Linked DNA regions of Mus musculus: region 2 is linked to region 1. The links are chromatin contacts, called in public Hi-C maps. All regions are on one chromosome and are shown on one strand. The core of a region is the stretch at or near the end of the contact, and the rest is flanking DNA. Distances in the headings are between cores, read along the strand shown. Region 1 overlaps Gm36139 (a long non-coding RNA gene). Region 2 has its middle 15 kb from the start of 3110040M04Rik.

Region 1 (2,865 bases), core at 227-2,726:
AAAACGCATATACACACACATATACACATACACACATACACAAACATACACATACATACACACATACATACATACACATACACACAAATACACATACACACACATACACACATACATACACATACATACACACATATACACATATACACACATATACACTTTACATACATGCATACACACACAGCAAGCTATAGTATTTTGGGGATAATTTGTTCTGACAACTAAGATACCTTTTCAATCAAATGTTGGGGTTATCTGGAAATCCTCTGTCTTCTAAGTCATGGAATTCATAATTACCCAAAGGAGACAAAGATTGGATCTTGGGTAGAAAACAATATTTAGCTGTTACAATGGCGTGTGGCCCTCCAAAGTTCATCTCTTCCCTGATAAAATCTCATTTGCATGTTGAATTTGGACTTGATAAAAATATCTATAAAGTATCCTTGTGGTGGTGGTGGGGGGGTAAAGAATGAAAACCAGAAATAATATGGGTCTGAGATGTGGCCTTTTGTCTCTGCCTGGGCCATTTTTTCAACTTTGTACTTTGCAGATAACTGACTATTGCAAATGTGAACAGTTGTTATCTCTAAACTTGCAGTGGCTTCAGTCCACTGGATAGGCAGTCACTCTGTTCCCAGAAGAAAGCCAGGTTTTGTGCCTGGGCAAATATCCTTCAACACTAACTCCTTCCATGTAGAGTCATGGTTCTTTACTTTCTCCATGGAAGGACTGAGTCCAGCCTATTGACTCCACTATAAATAGGATGCAAAGCTAATTGTTTCTCTAGTTCTAACTCTGTCATGCATTTTTAGTTTTTGATGGTAGATAAGTTCACAAAAATATATATTCAATTGCTTCAGCAGGCCTATCCTAGCCATGTAAAAGTACACGTTGAGATGTATAGATTTTAGAGCTGGTTAGTATTGGTGTGTGATAGTTTTTATGTCTAAATTTTTTATAATAAAGGTTTAAGAAAATATATTTTGTCTTTCAACTTATTGTAACATGTATTTTCTTTTCAAATAATTAATCATACATTAAATAAATACCTTTGACATGTTTATTTTGAATATATATATATATAATCTTATTGTTTTCCCCTTTCAAAATATAACTCAGCAATTTCCACTGATATATAACAGCCATTTTTAACTTGATAATAATATTAAAAAATATTTGCAAGTATTCATGTATTATAAGGCTGAAAGATGTTTCACTAAATGAATATACCACATTAGAAATTTATTTCTGGAGAACAATAAATGCTTTTTATGGATAAAGATAGATTATTTTCTTAAGATGTGTGAAACATGGGAAGTCTGAAGTGTGTCAAAAGCCTGTTACTTAATTTTTCTTGGCATTGTGCTTGTTTGCTTTTAGCTCTATGTTGACTTTTTGGAGGACATGGGCCAGTAGACATAAAGGCCAGGGCTATTTTCACAACTGTTTGTTGACAGGAGGTTGCCCGTGTCGCTACTGTGAATCTAAAGATCATTTTGGGAGAAACCCTAAGCCCTGGCCTCATGAGAGGTGCACACGAGGGTTAGGACGTTCAGTACACTTTGATACTTGGCTCGGACTACCCACTCAGGATTCTGTTTGGCTACAATTTATTTCAGGAACATGGAATCACTACTGTTTGTCTGAGTCTTACTTCTTCCCTGCCAGCTCCTCCCACCCTCTCCCTTCCTCTCCTACAAGGCCAGCAGCTTCTAGCACTTACTATGTTTTATATTTATGAAGTTGAACACTTAAGCCATTTTGGAAGGACGGCTTTCTTCTCAATTTTGATCTGCCCTGGAAATCACGTTCAGCTCTTGTCAGTTGCCCAGTGAGTGACTGTGAGGAGACAGGTTGGTCTCGGTGGGCCTGGAACTCTCTGTATCCTTGTCTTGAACTTGTGATTCTTCTGCCCTGGAAAATCCTTTTCAAGAGAACACATAAATAAATGTTCCATTCAGAGAAGTCAAATACAAAACAGTATTGGTTTTTTTGAAAGTGATCTTAACTGTAGGCATAGAGAAATGAGATAAAAGTTTTCTTTGGTGTCTTGTGAGACATATCCTTATAGCTCAGCAGCTGTGGTGGAAGATATCTAACCTAGAAATATATATATTCTCATTCTGTTTTTAAAAATACTATATAACACTTTCAAGGCCTAAATGATACCAAGTTAAATGCACAGGCAATAAAGATGATATGGATTTCTGGTTTTTAAGGGAAGAACATTTTGATGTTTTAAATTTTAGGAAAAACATATTTACTTTTTTGAGAACCTCCACATGTTCTCCCATAGTGGCTATAGAAGCCCCTTGAGGCACAGGATTGGCCAGGCCCATTCCCTGAGGGCCTCTGTCAGGTTTCACCCACAAAACACTCTGCCCTAATGGCAGGGCTCAGCCCCTGCCCCACAGAATAAAAAGCCCAGCTCAAGACTTTTCAAGATTTTAATCCCATCAATCCCCACCCTGGAAAGCTCCGTCTCTCATGAAATCCTATATAATAAACTCTGTCCTCTACTGCTTCTTGCCGGAGCAGAAGCAGCTGCCCTCCTGGGTCTTTCCCTCCCAATAAACCTCTTGTGAGAAGTTTGTTGTGCAGTGTGACTCCTCAGCTCCCAACTGCCAGGATACCTTTCCATCTGAGCTCTAACACTCACAGGCTGTACCCACTGACATTCCCATCAACACTATAGAAAGGCTGCATTTTCTCTGCTTTCTCACCTGTACTTGTTTTCTGTGGTCCTTTCTGATAAGAGCCACCCTTACTGCACTGAAATGACGTGGCATTCTGGTGTTGGTTTGCATCTTCCTGATGATTAGTGATACTAAACTCCTCCCCCATTTTTTTAAACCTACTGTACAT
Region 2 (2,865 bases), core at 166-2,665, 91 kb before region 1:
GATGGACTGGTGGGGGCGGGGGTGGGGGCGGGGGGGGGTGGGGAATGGGCCTTCCCCCTTATAAGCACAGTCTTTTAGTAAACTCGAGGGCCTTGATCAGAAAACTTTGTCTTGGCTTCATCATTCTTTTCTCGAAGTCTAAGTCTCTTTCAGCCCCAGCCTGCCTTCCAGAAATCCCTGGTTCATGTAGGCCGCGGGCTGGTTTACTACACCATATGCTATCAAATTTGGAGGAAAGTATTTAACCTAAGAAGATTTTGCTTGTTTGTTTGTTTTTTGTTTTTCAGGACATGGAAGAGGCATAATTCTGCCCATACTATCTATCATGTGAGGAGTTAATTTGACAATATGGAAATAGCTTTATGATGGATGGTTAGTTTTAGTATCAACTTGACAAAATTTAGAATAGCTTCAGTAAGAAGCCTCCCCAAAAGAACTCCCCAAAAGAAAAGATAATGTAGGACTATCCACTGAAAGTGTGGTGGTGGTGGTGGTGGTGGTAGGGGCTACTGGTAGCTGTCCAGATAAGAAAGGGCAAATCAGAAGGCAGATTATTTCATTTTTGCTAACTTGGCTAAATAGACTTATACTGTTACCACTTCTGTGGCAGATTGTATTTTAATGTAAATAAAATTTAATTCCCCCCCTCCCTGACATATAACCTCATTACAATTAAAAAGAGCCCAACAAGACTTCAGCCCCACTCAAAGAACTATAGGCTCCGAGGAATGCTGGGAAAATAGTCTTCCCCAGGGAAGAGCACACCGACCAGTTATCCAATAGCAGATGGTCTTGAAAACATGCATACAAATAACATTATTTTGACTGGGCGGGTTGTATTTAGGGATATGCTTGTAAGCTCTTATTATTAAACACACTATATAAACATGCACGCAACAACAGTTAATGAAATAAGAGGCCATGAATTTGAAAGAGGAAGTAGAGGGCTGTGGGAGGGAAGGGAAGAGAGAAATGATGTGGTTATATTATAATCTCAAAAATAAGAAAGTTAAAAACTATGCACTGAAAAATACATATAATGGCACAAAAGTGAAGTATCAAAAGAACAAGAACATAAAAGCTTCCTTTCGTGACTCATTTGCTTTGTAATTATGATAATGCCGTAATCTTTGGTTTGACTTTCTCTTGAAGGATCCTTTAGGTACATTGATGTGTTATTTTTATGTGTATTCCCAATCTTTCAAACATGAGGAAGGAAGATTTTATGAATAAAAGGTAGCATTGCTGTTTTAGTTAAGAAGAATTATTACTAAAATTTGAGTGTTACCTAACCAGTATAAACCTTAATTGTAGAAATACATGCAGTCAAAACTCAAATATGAATAGTGCAGTGTTTCCTATCACAAACCTAGTGAACTGGAGATAGACTGTGTTTGCTTTTGTAACACTTATTTACCATGCCAGCCTGTGACACGGATGGCACTGTGATCCTGGGCCAGAGGTACTGCCTTGTCTTCACCGATACAGTTGGTGATCAGACAAAATCAATACTTCCAACTTTGCCTTTTATTTTAATAGAACACGTTGTTGCATGTGAGTGAAATTTTCAGATGAGTGGTCCATTGATATTTTCAATAAGGTTTTAAGCTCCACGAAGACAGAAAGCAAGAGTTACTTTTTCAAACTCTCTTTGTTTCCAAGTGGTATTGGTGACACAGCCCTGTAGCTTCTGTATTTGGGAGGCAGAGTTCAAGGCCATCTTTGGTACACAGAAAGTTTGAAGCTAGCCTGGGCTACATGAAACCCTGTCTCAAAAACCATAATAGCAATAATAAATGAAAGAGGGCTTGAGTGGTGTATGGTGAGAAAAAATAACAAGATCTCTCCCAGACCTTACCTAATTACCACTTTTTATGTTCCTTACTCATTTGATAGATCTAGATTTCATTTGCTATTATTTTTTGACTGAAGACTTTCCCTTAACATTTCCTGTTGGGCAGTTTTACTGTTGAGGAATGGTTTCAGCTTGTATGCCTTCATTTTACATTTCTATGTGAAAGCTGTAGTTACTGAGTATATAATTTAGGCTGACAGATTCTTTTATCTTTCAGTGCTTTTAAGGTGCTGCCCTGCTGGGGTGCGTTGGGTCCAGGAAGTCTTGCTACACTGCACTATTGTGCCTTGGTTTCCTGGTTGGCTACAAGTCAGCTGCCATTTTCTTTGTTCCTTAGCGAGCCTTCCTCTGTAGGCTTCCTGGCTATCTGGTCACCACTAACTTTAGGTAGGTTCACTACTCAAGCATGGATGCTTAGTGCAGTCATAGTGAGTTTCTCTTTGGGGAACTGCTACAGCATTGTGACACTAAAGATTTAATTGGTTTCAAGACTGTGGATGTTTTCAGCCATTATTTCTTGAAGTAAGTTTTGGCCCCTTTGGGACTCTATTTGCACAGGTGTTAGGGTGAGAGGACTTGCCCCATAGTTCACTGGTGCTCTGTTCACCCCCCCCCCCCCAGTGTTTCTTCTCTGGATTCTTTTGTACATAGTTTTCTGTGCTGTGACTTCTACATCACCAGCTACACCAAGGTAGTGTCTAGATGGCTGCCAGTCCCTCTGGCTGTTCTCCTCGCCTCACACATTGCCTTTGTGAAACCATTCAGAGCTAGCCATCCCTGTGTCATGACACCCTCTTGCATCTCCTTAGCTACTCCTTACCATTAACCCCACTGCTTCCTTTTAACTTTTGAGCAGGGGGGTGGGGTGGGAATAGGCTTTTGGTAGCTATTTTAATGTCCTTGTCTACTAATTCTCCCATCCACAGCATTCCTGAATTATCATGGCTTTATCTTTTCAAAATGTCTTCTATTTTCCTGTTTGTTTTTTCCTTCCCGGTGCTCTTGTTGGG

What was found. A called contact is a pair of places that touch in the nucleus more often than the background predicts.
Region 2: a Hi-C map of liver shows a contact between it and region 1, with 2.8 times the contacts expected there. The contact joins two enhancer-like sites. A contact is called at or near these places in 2 of 484 Hi-C or Micro-C datasets (liver and nephron progenitors), 3 of 115 datasets of contacts at active chromatin or transcription factors (embryonic stem cells, extraembryonic endoderm stem cells and trophoblast stem cells) and 2 of 9 other capture datasets (embryonic stem cells and liver).

What each region holds. Positions count from the first base shown.
Region 1 is chr1:151,126,877-151,129,741 of GRCm38.p6, reverse strand. The region is part of intron 1 of Gm36139 (a long non-coding RNA gene); the gene reads left to right. Among named protein-coding and RNA genes, the nearest start is that of C730036E19Rik, 9.7 kb to the left of the region's middle. Within about 2 kb of position 1,476, at least 23 of the 459 cell types and tissues checked have an H3K27ac peak or open chromatin away from gene starts, as enhancers often do. A contact at or near this core is called in liver, where this site is marked.
Region 2 is chr1:151,217,326-151,220,190 of GRCm38.p6, reverse strand. No RefSeq gene overlaps it. Among named protein-coding and RNA genes, the nearest start is that of 3110040M04Rik, 15 kb to the right of the region's middle. Within about 2 kb of position 1,415, at least 9 of the 459 cell types and tissues checked have an H3K27ac peak or open chromatin away from gene starts, as enhancers often do. A contact at or near this core is called in liver, where this site is marked.